Linked DNA regions of Cydia pomonella: region 1 is linked to region 2. A link is a contact called in public Hi-C data. All regions are on one chromosome and are shown on one strand. Each heading gives the region's core, a stretch centred on a gene start, on an enhancer-like site or on the middle of the called end of the contact. The rest is flanking DNA. Distances are from core to core; before and after follow the strand shown.

Region 1 (7,162 bases), core at 358-2,857, 210 kb before region 2:
CAACTAGGATTAGAACAAAATGTCAAAAATGTTGTCGTAACTTGAAAAAGTTTTTATAAATAGGTAAACTACTTATAACCAAAGAATACAATACTCACTAGACCTAAACAGATATATACTTTTTTTAAACTTGTTATGACATCTATATTCTTGTAAGTAAACTTTTTAAGAACGCCATCTTTTTAATTTTTACTTTTTTGTTACAAGTGTTACAACCCGACCCTGAGAACTTCACTTCTGAATGTTCATTTCGTTGTCTACAACTACCGATAGAGGGTATAAATAAGAACACTTTGTTCCTATAGCCAAAGAGAATTTAAAATACAGGTGGATTGCCAAAGAAAACTTTGTAGCCAAAGTAAATTTACTGCCATCTTTCGACACATGATTAAAACTTTTAGAACGCCATTTGATTTAGATCCTTATTCTTTCATTGATATGTGTTAAATATGTTAAATATCAAAAAGAGGCGCCATCTAATAGATCAAAGGCCAAAGGTATGCCGGCATCGTTTCGAGCGATGGCGCCACAACCTTTAGCCGATGCCCGGTAAGATGGCGCCACGTTTTGATATTAAACAAATTTAACACATACCGTGGCTACAAAATTTTTATTGACAATCTACCTCTATTTTAAATTATCTTTGAATATAAAAAATACAATTTTTAATAATTTTTGATATCTTAAATTATTTTTAATTATCTTTGATGTATTTACATTTCAGTACAACGCCATCTACCTGTTGTATTCGTCACTAATGCATTCTGTGAAAACAATGCCATCTAGCTAACTTTACTAATAGGTATTTTTAAAACAGTGCCATCTAGTTGCTGTGTTTGACCTCAAGACTAAGTTCTTGATAACAACGCCATCTATTAAAAAATAATGCAACACAATAAAGAGTTAAGAAGCTTAGTCTTTGATTGAACCTACTCAACAAAAGGTGCCGCTAGTATAGACCGGTATCTTCAGTAAGTCTGTAATAAAACTAAAACATTCTACTCGGCAACAGATGCCGTTAATATCGTAATTTGTGTTTGAACGTTTCCATTGTCATATTTGTGGTCAGTAATTTGTCAGCTGGTGATTGTAATAAAATTAGGAAATTATTTCTTGTTATTGTACAAAGCTCTAAGTACAAATCATTTTCTATCTCAATTAATTCAAAATGTTTATACCTATCAGATTAAATACCCTTTAATAATACAAAAAAAATATGTTCGAGATATGTTACTATATATTAATTATGTTATACATAAAATATAGAAATGTCATAACATTATTGAAATATATGATTCGTTAAGACTTGCTTTCAATAAGATTGACTGTAATCTAGTCTGTATTTTTACTTCCAAATCACAGTCACAATTTATCCGAAATAAATAGCAGCAACGAGAATCCGATCCAAGAAAGTTCTAAATTTGATACTTAACTTAATTTTATTCTATGTAACCCCAATTCTTATCCGTCGTACTGATAACGGCACATGTTTATTTATTTGTATAGGTACTTTTAATACAATGGAAATGCGCCGCTACTCGTAGTAAAATAGTAGTGGGGCCGCCTTGCCGTCGGGGCTGCAGGGCGAGTCAACTTCATTCATTCATTGGCGCTGTGCCGGCCGGCCGGTCACAAGCGAACGGAACGGAGCGACACGCCCGCGTGTAACGAACTTTTTCGACGTTTAAAAATAAACGAATTTGACAGTTTAAAAATTTGAATTTATATTCCATGTTTGTGGATTGACGTTTGTTGTTTTGAAGTTTAGTGTCATGTGTGTTTGTTTTGGTGTAAAGATGTTTATTTTGAATATGTGCTGAGTTGAAATGCTTCTTGGAGAACACTCGCCGGCACCGCGAGTGGTGGCCGGCCTGAGGAAGTTACGTCCGGAGCTTACTCCAGGACCTTTTCCTACTCCTACAGACCCTAATTTAAGAATATCGGGTTAGTATATTCCTATTAAGTTGAATATTTACGTTTTTCTCAACAATGCGCGTTTATTTTAATAGGTAATAAAACTAATAAAGTAAGAAGAATAACCGGTAGATAATTATTTCCAAAATTCTAAAAAAATCAAGGCGGTAGTAGCAGGGCTATCTATATTAAATACCTATTTCAATCCTCATGATATCGATGGTTTTTCTTTTTATTTAATAAGGTTCCTAATTAAATACTTATTATAATTGGGTTGTCGATGTCGGTAGGTTTGTTGATTTTATAATTTGTTTACCTGTGTGGTAAACTATTTAACAACTACATAAGTACTTAATGAGATTTATTTTTACGGCCTTACTAATTACTTTTCAAATTAATACATAACAACTACATTAAGTACCTAAGTCAATGCACAAAATACTAATAATAGGTACTTACTTAAGTTCCATATGATACTCGTAGCTACCAAAAATGCACATTTAACCCCTCCTTTCCCACCTACGCGAGATCAGGTCAGAGTCAAAGAAAAAATCCATTAAAAACAATTCAACGTTCCATCCAAAACAATTTAACGGTTGACTAGCAGAGAATGCCTTTAAGGTATTAAGTCCGCAATTTGTACTCTTTTTCGTTAATTTGTACATTAAAGTTTCAAAACATAAAAAATTATAAGTGTGATTGAGTTTGGCGGGAAAATTAGATTAGACTAAAACTATGGTAAAACTTATGTAGGTACATACCTACTAAGTAAGTAAATATTCTTAATTGTGCACCATACAGTTAAAAATAGACAGGAAATGAAAAAAAACACTTAAAAGTTAGGTAACAACAGGCGGTCTTATCGCTAAGAAGCGATTTCTTCCAGACAACCTTTGGGTAGTAGGAAACTATCAACTTACAACATTGAACGGGTAGTGCCGATATACATATAATTCAACAAAATGAAGACGCAAACAATATAATAAATACATACATTATATATATATATATATAGGTATTTATTATATTGCAGCGGTATTTATTATATTATATATAGGTACTTATTATGTTAAGGCAGCGAAAGGTAATGAGTACTTACTACTAAGCTTATTAATTTAACCCCAATTTTCATCTCTTGATTCCAATGTAATAATAATAATAAGCCAAATATCGAGTAAGATAAACTGTTTTAGATGACTACACATTTTCAAAAGTCAAATTCTTGTTCTCAATCCTACTGAATGGTTTAGCAAAATCTTGTAGCAGCATATCACGTAAATACGTAGGTAGAGAGGTTGTTCCGTCCAGTTGTACTTTTTAAACTACATATATGAAGAAGAGATCTTCAAAAAATTTAATGAGTTTGTCTCCTGTCTCCAACAAGAGGACATGACTCATCAAATCCTTCATCTACGTAGTCATCATCACTATTAGAGAATTACCAACCTAAGAGGTATATACTATATACCTACTTATCTATATTGTCTCTTATCATACGACCGCAAAATTATCTTTGAAACACCAACCAAGTCAACGGGATATAGTGCATAGATAATGTAACGTTAGGTACTTAACCTATCTTACCTAAAACAATTTTATATTGAACTAGCAACCCGGCTTCGCACGGGATACACAAAACCATAACACATTTTACACCTAAACCGTCCTCAAGAATCATTCTAATTTACTTTATTCATAGGTAAAGACCGCATGAACATCCGTTCGGTAGTTTTTAGGGTTCCGTAGCCAAATGGCAAAAAACGGAACCCTTATAGATTCGTCATGTCCGTCTGTCTGTCCGATTCTGTCACAGCCACTTTTTTCCGAAACTATAAAAGCTATACTGTTCAAACTTGTTAAGTAGATGTATTCTATGAACCGCATTATGATGTTTACACAAAAATAGAAAAAAAACAATAAATTTTGGGGGTTCCCCATACTTAGAACTGAAACTCAAAAAATCTTTTTTCATCAAACCCATACGTGTGGGGTATCTATGGATAGGTCTTTAAAAATGATATTGAGGTTTCTAATATAATTTTTTTCTAAACTGAATAGTTTGCGCGAGAGACACTTCCAAAGTGGTAAAAATTGTGTCCCCCCCCCCCCCCCCCGTAACTTCTAAAATAACAGAATGAAAAATCTAAAAAAAATATATGATATACATTGCCATGCAAACTTCCACCGAAAATTGGTTCGAACGAGATCTAGTAAGTAGTTTTTTTTAATACGTCATAAAAATTAAAAAAAAAATTTTTTTTTCATCAAACCCATACGTGTGGGGTATCTAAGGATAGGTCTTCAAAAATCATATTTAGGTTTCTAATATCATTTTTTTCTAAACTGAATAGTTTGCGCGAGAGACACTTCCAAAGTGAAAAAAAGTGTGTCCCCCTGTAACTTCTAAAATCACGGAATGAAAAATCTAAAAAAAATATATGATATACATTACCATGCAAACTTCCAACGAAAATTGGTTTGAACCAGATCTAGTAAGTAGTTTTTTTAATACGTCATAAATGGTACGGAACCCTTCATGGGCGAGTCCGACTCGCACTTGGCCGCTTTTTTTGACTTTATCGCGAACATATTTTGTAAAGTGTAATGAAATGAAACAAGGTCTATTTTCCTTAATTACTTATTAATATTTACTCGTTTCATTGTTATATCTTCCAATAAATCTTTTGTTGTTGTCTCGTTTGATCATATATTTCGGGTTTTATTACGGGAAGGGTTATTATTTAGGTAAGTAATTAAGTTTATGCGTGGATGTTAGTTGCTATGATAAGTTTTAAAAACCCTTGCAGTCTGTTTTTACATCATATCAAGAGTCAAATGAAAAGCCGGGAGAACTCAGTCGAATTCCATTTATCTATCTAGTAACCCAAAATGTATCCCATAGCCCAAAAACCACCGTGTACAGTAAGCTACGGAGATAACTGACTGACTCCATTCCTGACTGTACATATACCTACAACAGGTACAGGTTTGGAAATGTAAATAAATTTGGCAACTCCTCTCTATACACAAAAATCATGCGGCATGCCATTTTAAACATAGCTTAAATGTATTATAGCAAGTTATACCCCATTTTATTTACCATGGCGGGATTACACTTAAGAATAAGAATTTACATGTAAGACACGACGCCGCAAAAAAAGTTTGACGGGTATTTGTTGTTGTCACTACTTGTATTATTTACGCCTACTGACCGTTTCAAGTGGAATCCCGCCAAGGTAAATGAAATGGAGTATAGCCATTTATATTTGTTGCCTTAATGTAGGCGTTATGTGTTTTCGCGGGAATTCAACTGATAGGAGTCTTGTTAAACACAGTTTGCAGATCGCAGCCAAGATAACGGGTTCCAAACATCTGTTGAACATTATGAGCTGATGGGGTGAGCACATGCTCTCAGCCCGCCAATCCGGTGCCTGTCAGAGTCGGACATCAGCTGTTTTACCCATTCTGATCTTTATTTGCGATCTCAATCTTTAGGGTATAGATAATAAGATTCAAAATTACATTGACGATAACCAAGTGGGGTTTTTATTTATAAAATTTCCAGTGTTTATTCTAATGATAGATTGTTTTACTACCTATGTACTTATGAGGCGCTTAGCACTCTGGATACGATTCGGACGTCGTTCCGATGAGCGAGCGGTTTGACTGTCCATAAAATACGTACATAGCGTTGTCTCGCTCAAACATCGGTGCGACATGCGAATCGTATCCATCCAGTATGCTAAGCGCCTAATTGTCAAACGTGGACGACGTGAAACCACACTTCCTACAAAACCGAAGTTTGACAGTGATTCAGGGTCGAATCATGCTGTTCCTTTCTAATGCATGGCACTATCTCTTTCGGCTATTTAGGGTTGTCAAAATTTAAGTGATTATCTTATCTGTGGTTGTGCACGCATAGGGACGTCAAGTTGTGCCAACCCTAATAATTGCTCGGAGCAATGCTGAGCCGGACGGAGCCGAGAAGGACCGAAAGGAGAAGTGTCGCCCCACTGGTGAAAGTTTTATGATATAAGATGTTACGAAAACAATGTTTTAAAAATACAAAATTAATGTTTCAGTGACATAGTCATCTCTGTCAGTTCGTAAAACTCCAAAATACAGTGCAATAAAATGTAGTACCTATAGGCAGATAATGGTTTCGGTGTTATTATTGCCTATACATACCTACAAATCCCAGTGAATGTCAAAACACGAACATGAGATGTTCATATATTATGAAGGTAGGTAGTTGAAAATTTAAATGTCCAGAATGGAACAGCTAAAACAAGTAGAAACGGAAGTTGCGTCTTACTTTCATCTTAGTAAACAACGCAAAAAGTCATGGTCAAGCGGCCGAACCCCACCAAAACAACTTTTGCACACCAACAAACAATGCGTAATAGGTACATAAACTGTTGATTGTGATCTACTTATTTTTTGCCGTCGATTTATCCTTAATGGTTGTTGACTACAGTCTACTACCAATTTGGTTGTTTGTGGCTTAGCGGTATTATTGGCGTTCCATCGTCATCTATTATCGATTCCAATTAGTTAGTGGAATCGCATTAGGTAGGTATAATGTTTATTGTGCAACATTTTTTGAACTCGTTTTGCCTAATAATACATGGGACGTCGCTAAATGAATTTTAAATATAACGTTTAGAAAAACATAGTAAGAAAAAAAATTGCCCCAACTGAATACAGAACCTCCTCCTTCTATGAAATTGAATTCGGTTAAAAAGATAGAAAGCACCTGGCACCTACGTACGTTATTATGTACGAATAATATTATACAATTTCTGGCAAATAGATCATTAAATCTGCAAATCCAATTCGCTGGTTTTATGCAGTTTGGAGGTAATTTCGCCACTGAATTGCGGTTATCCAATATTACGAGCAAAGACCAACCAACTGGAAAACCAGGCAGTTTTCTGTAATGACAACTCTGAAGGCCTCGCCCTGTATACCGCGGGCTTTAAATGTCGAATTTTTGGTAGTCCTTGGTCTCCGGTTAACATTTTTGTGTAGCACTCAGACTGGAGATCCACCGTTGAAACATTTTTTTCTAGTTAAATTCACAAACAAACTTACAACAATCCTTTCTTTCTTTCTTCCACAGGAGTCCTCCGTCAATACTACAACGATGACATGGACTCATACGCCTGGGTGCGCGCTGCCGTCCGCAGCGGCTGCCTGCTCGCTTGGCGCGACGGCACCCTCCCCCGCCGCCCCGCCGCCCGCCTGC
Region 2 (7,061 bases), core at 3,373-5,872:
CTGAAAGACAAAATCAGGTGCTCGGAGATACGAAAAGAAACCGGCGTTATCGATATCCTTGAGCACGTAAGCAAAAACAAATGGCAATGGGCTGGACATATAATGCGTCTCAACGACAATAGATGGACGATACGGACTACTGAATGGAGACCGAGAGATGGTGATCGCGGATCGGGCCACCCACGCGCGCGCTGGGACGACGAACTGCGCGCACGATTTCCGCTCTGGCGGCGCGCGGCCCGGGATCGGGAAGCATGGAACGAGCTCGTTTTGGAAAAACGCGTTTACCTAAATGAAATAATAAAAACAAAAGAAAAGAAAAGAAAAACGTAAAATAAATAAATGTAAATTCCATTGTAAGTCAAAAAAAAAAAACTCCTAGCAGGGCTGGTAACCCATGGAGTTTTATTACCACGCCTCCTTAGTACTCCCTGAAGGAGAGGCCATTTTAATATAAAAATTATTTCGTTAAATATAAATATATTAATCAATGAATGTAAATACTGTAAACAATGTACCTACGCAAGTATTAATTTAATAAATGGCTATTCTGATTCTGATTCTGAATTATGGCAAGTAGCAGTCACTTTCCGCTGACCATATTAGTCTCGTTTCCTCGAATAGAAAACAAGATGTAGCTACGGCGATGAAACACGGATTGGGTTTCTCTTGTCGCATGACAATGTTGATCATCGTAAAGGATTCAAAATCGATATTCTAGGTTAGGCATATTTCACGAGGTGAACACACATGCTTATATATACGTGGATCTTCCCTACCTGTCTACCTACTGTAGACTTTTACTATGATGGGAATGGAAACCCAAAACCGAGAAAATAAAATGTTTGTGGGCAGTTTCAGTAGGCATTAAAGTAACACTGTTGATTTTTCTTGGTTTTATAGTCATAAAATGCTAAAAATTAAAGGAAAGCCAAGAACTAAGACATTTTTGTCACCATGTGGAGGTTAGACGCGAAGACAAGGTTAGGATCTCCTGGTCTAGAGGGCGTTTGTATCCCATAGTATTCCTTACGATGCTCTGATTAAGTGAAAACCCCATCGAGCTATTAAGCTACTTAACGCCACGGAACCATGTAACCCTACTGTTACATGGTTCCGTGGTGGGTAAAATTCCATTTTGCTGAATAGAAAGGTAACTTCATTTTCGATGCTTGCAGTCGTGAGTGTGTGTTGCACTTAGCATATTAGTTTGTTCATTGATGCGATGGATTCACAGCAACTTCGCCTTTGAGAATCACACCCTCTCTTGCCGGCACTTACACTGAATATAAGTGCCGGAAACGTATTTCCTACAAAAGAAAGACCTTCCAATCGCAGGAAATCAAAGTTTTTGAAACAGAGAAATATAATTATTTAAGTAAAATCCAGTAGGTACTTGGTTAAAAACTTTACAACTTAATTTTAATACACAGACAAAGCTTATTTCAAGATTAATCTGTAAGTATTATAGTTTCGATATTTTATTTTTATGATCGAACCTCGATGAGGATTGAATTTATCATACTTAATGTAATTTTTTGAAATTCCTAATTATAGATTTGTAGGGAAACCTAGGTATATTATGCAGGTATAACATAATATGGCAACAAAATAAGTGAGTAGCTATCAAATAATAAATAATATTGCTTAAAACTTTACCTACTGTAATTTATGTTTAACCTTGTCTAATAATAATACATTTTACGGTGCATATAGTTACTGCTCTGTTTGGTTACTAAATTAACTGTGATTAATTACTTAAATAACTGTGTGGTTACTATAGGTACTATTGACAAGTACTTCATAGTTAAATGATAATTATAATTTAAACAAATACTTTTATGTTGTCTCATTTGAAGTTGCCAGCGCCGCCTAGGAGCGAGTAGCCAAACTAGGGTCGTGCTTATTACAGCGCGACCTAGTGTCGAATTGCCAAACTACGTGCAGTGTAGACAAAGTTCACTGTGAGCACACTGTTTTCAATCGCAGTTAGATATTTTTGTTAAAAATAAACAGATTTGCAGTTGTATAGAAAACTGCCTGACGTGTCTATAGTGAGAAGGAGTTTGGTATCAGAATCTATTGAACCTTTTAACGAGAATAGGTAATTATTTACAACAAAAGCGCATGTCGATCACTTTATTATCCATTTACTTGTATTTTGGGATACGCATATGTGTATTAATAATTTTATTTTCATGGTGTTGTACATTAAATTTTATTTGTTATAAATGATGATATAAACATCATTAACACCATAAAATAAAGTATATTGAAAGTGGTGCGATATTTCGTCTCTCTTCTTATCAGCTGCGGTGTCCGAGTGGTTAAGGAGATGGACTTGAAATCCATTGGGTTCTACCCGCACAGGTTCGAATCCTGTCCGCAGCGTTCTTTTTGTGTTTTTATATTTTATGATAAATATAACAAATGATCAATAAGATAACGCGGCGCAAATGTCACAAAGATAATGTTATCAAGTTATCACTCTACCGGTGAAATACGAAATTTACTCTGTTTTTGTTATATATAGTTATATTGTAGTATTTTTAATTTTTTTACATTTTTGCCTGTTGCAGACATTTAATAAAATTATATACTATTATTTTAACCAAATCTATGATGAATGTGTAGTTCGTAACAGTGCTCAATAATGATAATATTTTAATTACTACTATCTACTATATTTATTTACAAACACATAAACTAGATACAATTTTACAAATACATATACATTTTATTATACTTTACTACCGAGTACCGAAGTTGCCGTTAGTAAACAAAACATAAAAAAAGACAAAAAGACTCCTTCGAACCGGATTTGAACCAGTGACCTATGGATGACAGTGATATACCTCTACAGTCCACCGCTCTACCAACTGAGCTATCGAAGGTTGTTAATCGTAGGTGAAATTTTCGTACCTTTTCTATATTCTTACACAACTAATGAAATTGTACAAGATAGTAAGTAGAATAATAAATAATTTGCTGCAACACACGCAACTGTTGCACAACTCACAAGGTCGGTAATAGTATTGTACGAACGTTTTCATTTTAAATATAGATGTTTTTTATTTAGTGTTTTGACTGGGAAGTTATTTTGTAACAGAATTGTAATATTGGCAATAAAACAGTTACTGATCACGCTTAGCTGCTATATGGGCCACAGTAAATAATCAATTAATAGCCTAATAATATAGCTGGCGCTTACCATTTAGGCAGGCTGTATGTACAAAGACTTTAATTAGTAATATTGGTAGCCTTTAATTATTTAATTTTTGTAAGTAGATAGTTAACACAGAATGGTGTAAGAGGGGGTGTGTTTAATGCGGTTCACGCCGTATACATACGGCGGTCTTCACATTGGACACGAATTCGCACGTCGCTCCGGTGTGCGAGCGGGACATCGCTTACATGCATAGCGCTGTCACGCTCATACACCGGAGTAACGTGCGAATTCTCATCAGTGTGATAACCGCGTAAATTTCGAAGTAGCTACCATCTGCGCTGTAGATTAGTGCGGGGACTCCAATGCTCTAATGCTAATTTAATGGCTGAAATGCATTACCTGCCTAGAATTTTAAACATCCTGTAGGTAATATAATAAACGACACCCAGGATTTCAACTGAGATCGTTCTGTCTTTATATTACTACGAGGGTTGAGGCTCGTAGCATGGAAGCGGCCCGTCTGATGGTAAGCGCACACCGCAATCTATGGACACTTGCAATTTCGGCTATACAAGAACGTACCAACGCCATACCCACAGTAAAATATTTATTGACACCCCACACAGTTTACAATACGTGGACAGAAACATAAACAAAGACAATTCGATAGAGGTAACAGGTTGTCTTATAGCTTATGAGTGATCTATTCCAAAAACCTTAAAAATCAAATTCGATAACAAATAAAAATTCTTCTTTTCGTTTCATTCTGTGTCAATAGTTCTGTTTCGAACTAATGGCCTGGGTCACAAAGTTTTGGATAGCTAATTAACTAATAAAGTAACAGCCAGATAAAACATCCCACATAACCAGATAAGCTTATTTGAAGATTGTGAAAAGCCAACTATGACTTTATTGTCAGATAAGTGCCAAGTAGCTAAATCAGGACTTTACTTGGAAATTGCGAAACAAACCCAAGTAGAAACTAAACTAACCAATTCCAAACCTAAGCCTATTCTATTTCAAACGATGCCACAGCGTTAGGTTCTTTATTAGACACGGTTCAAGAGCGCTGACCGATCGTATGCAAACAATGGAACGGAAATAGACACCTTAAAATACCTTATCGTATCTGTGATTCCGAGATTCACACAAATTGAAACCGTTGTGCGACGATACTTTGGGTACGTATAACTATTTTCGACTAGGTATTTTATTTAATTGCCTTTGGTTTAGGACTACGAGTTGGTAGAATAATTCATTTCAATTATTGAAAAGGATTAGGCGATTACCTCTTGTGAAATTTAATATGAGATTATTTAATATTATATCTATTATATTATATCTAAGAATTTGAAAAAATGGAAAGAGTTTCAGATTTAGCTCTAACAACATCCTGCTATTATTTATTAGTAACCTTAATTTTAAGCATCATTGCATATAATAAAATTGTAGGCGCTATTTTCATCCCCCAAGAAGGTATTCGAGGGTATAACATGAATGGGTAAAGAAAATACGTAAACATTGCCTTTGTAGATACTTTCACAATCGGTTTCCAGGTGAGCGCGCCGCGCGTTCATCTTCTTCAGCACATTGACGTCATCAGAACACAGCCGCTGGAGCCACTATTGTCAAACACATACAGCGTGTGCAGTGCGGCACACGCAATGTTACACCAAAAACAATCCAACTAACTAAGACAACCATGCCAAAATGATCTTAAATACCTCTTTGATAAGGCATACTATCCAGGACGAACTCTGGAGGGCTTGAGTCGTTCGGGAATCAAAATGTTTTTAGCCCAACCGATCCTGTTTTGAAGTACGCCTGCGCAAAAAACACTCGACGCTCAGAACGCGCTTTCAGTCAAAGTACGGCGGCGCGCCGGCTCGCGCGCTCGCTGCCTTTGGCCGGGCCTGGTACGACGGGTTTCAATGAAAGACCCTTTTCATCACTAAAAAGAGGCCCCTCAGAGCTTTATTGGCACCCATGCGTGGGTAAAACATGTCAATTCAACGCGCCGTGGATGGACGGTAGGCGAAAACTGCGGCAGTGTCTTCCGTTATACTTGTGAATGTGATTGACTGCTTTAAGAGTGTGCAGATGTTTTGATGAGGTAAGTCGGTTTAAGGTCGAAGATTACCTTAATGTTCGTGTATGCGAACGGTCATGTGGCAAATTACAGAGTTCGCGTGACATTCAGCCTAGGGCAAATCATTCAGCAATTTACATGTAGCCACGGGTTTGCACCCGTAATCACTGGCACTGCACAAGGCTACACAGTTTAAATTAGAATAAACAAAGGAATGCCAACACTTTTTAATTGCATGCATTTGTTATTTATGGCTGCATGTATGTTGCATTATAATTTTGTATTGGAAAAGGGTAAACACGTGATGTCATAACGATACCGTTTGCAACAATAACGTTCGGGAAAATGCATCTTTTTTTGGACATTATGAAAATTAACGACCGGTTTGGCCTAGTTGGTAGTGACCCTGCCTACGAAGCTGATGGTCCCGGGTTCAAATCCTGGTAAGGGCACTTATTCGTGTGATGAGCATGGATATTTGTTCCTGAGTCATGGGTGTTTTCTATCTATTTAAGTATTTATAAATATTTACATATTATACATATCGTTGTCTAAGTACCCTCAACACAAGCCTAGAGCTTACTGTGGGACTTAGTCAATTTGTGTAATAATGTCCTATAATATTTATTATTTATTTATTTATTAACGATTTGGGTTCCTTTAATACTAAGGCTTACATAATATAAGCTACTAATTTCTGCCCGTGACTTCGTCTGAAATGATGATTGATATAATTTACTTATCTTATTTCCTTCCCCGGGCCTCAAACTACCTCCAAACCTTTCTGGTACATATATCGATTCAGCGGTTTTAACGAGGTAACAGACATACAGTGTAACTTTCTGATTTATATATTTATTTATAATATTAGTAGGGATAAGTAATAGTAGGTTCGAATTCGAACATGCCTATTTGGGACAAGAAAGAAAATTAGACTTTAAAGCCCATTTATTTTATAACCTTAACTCATATACTAAAAATTTTTACAGCCATTTTGGTTTTTAATACTTACATAACATAACCAGACATTGTAAATAAAAAAAATATTTACTTACCTATTATTTACGTATTTATTTATTTATTAAGTATATGTATATTATGTATAAGCGGTGTTGTCATTAGTTAATATTCAGAAAAGATATCTATTCATAAATATATGTCCAAAACTGTCGGACAAAGCTAACTCATGACAAAGTGTGGCAATGTCAAATATGTATGAAAATACTTGATTCTCTTGACACACTTTGTTCTCTTCATGTCGGTGCAAAGTTAGATTAGATGAACTCTAACACTACTTTACATTCATGAAAAAATAAGTAGGTAATACATTTCCCTCTACGTATCGTATTTTAGAGCAAAATATGAGAATAATGGTAGTAAAATTTCGCCCTCGCGTCCACTCGGACCGGATGCAAATTGCTCCTCATCACGCTAGTCTCTAGGCTAGACAGGCAAATTACTTTGAAAGGTTACGATGCTACGATCAAAAGCTTGACAGTGCATTTCCATAATAATATATTTCCATTTTTTTTACTTTCTATCTTACCGTTCTGTCGCCATGCATGATTACATATCCATGGCAAATTGCTGCTTCCTAGAAAAGAGTTTAAACAAAATCTATATTTAATAAATAACGATTTAAAGCGATTTGAATTTAGGTAGGCCTCATTTCCCTTCAGGAACCTTATACATAAATAAATACATGTATTTTAACAGTGCCAGCCACAGACAAGGAGCAACCAAATGAAAATATCATAGAGAAGAAAAGCGTTCATATATACTCTTATTATGATGTCTATTTGA

The links. Hi-C and Micro-C count contacts between places; a contact is called where the count stands out from the background.
Region 1: a Hi-C map of whole body shows a contact between it and region 2, with 6 times the contacts expected there. The contact joins the promoter of LOC133526177 here to the promoter of LOC133526688 in region 2. A contact is called at or near these places in 2 of 2 Hi-C or Micro-C datasets (both in whole body).

The regions. Positions count from the first base shown.
Region 1 is chr16:6,803,704-6,810,865 of ilCydPomo1, reverse strand. It overlaps LOC133526177, which reads left to right and starts at 1,607. Exons shown (of 3, transcript XM_061862667.1): 1 at 1,607-1,944; 2 at 7,037-7,162. The coding sequence starts at 1,827.
Region 2 is chr16:6,593,916-6,600,976 of ilCydPomo1, reverse strand. It overlaps LOC133526688 (inner centromere protein B), which reads left to right and starts at 4,622. Exons shown (of 8, transcript XM_061863397.1): 1 at 4,622-5,282. It overlaps Trnay-gua (transfer RNA tyrosine (anticodon GUA)), which reads right to left and starts at 2,894; the gene lies at 2,807-2,894. Trnas-uga (transfer RNA serine (anticodon UGA)) reads left to right here and starts at 2,310; the gene lies at 2,310-2,391.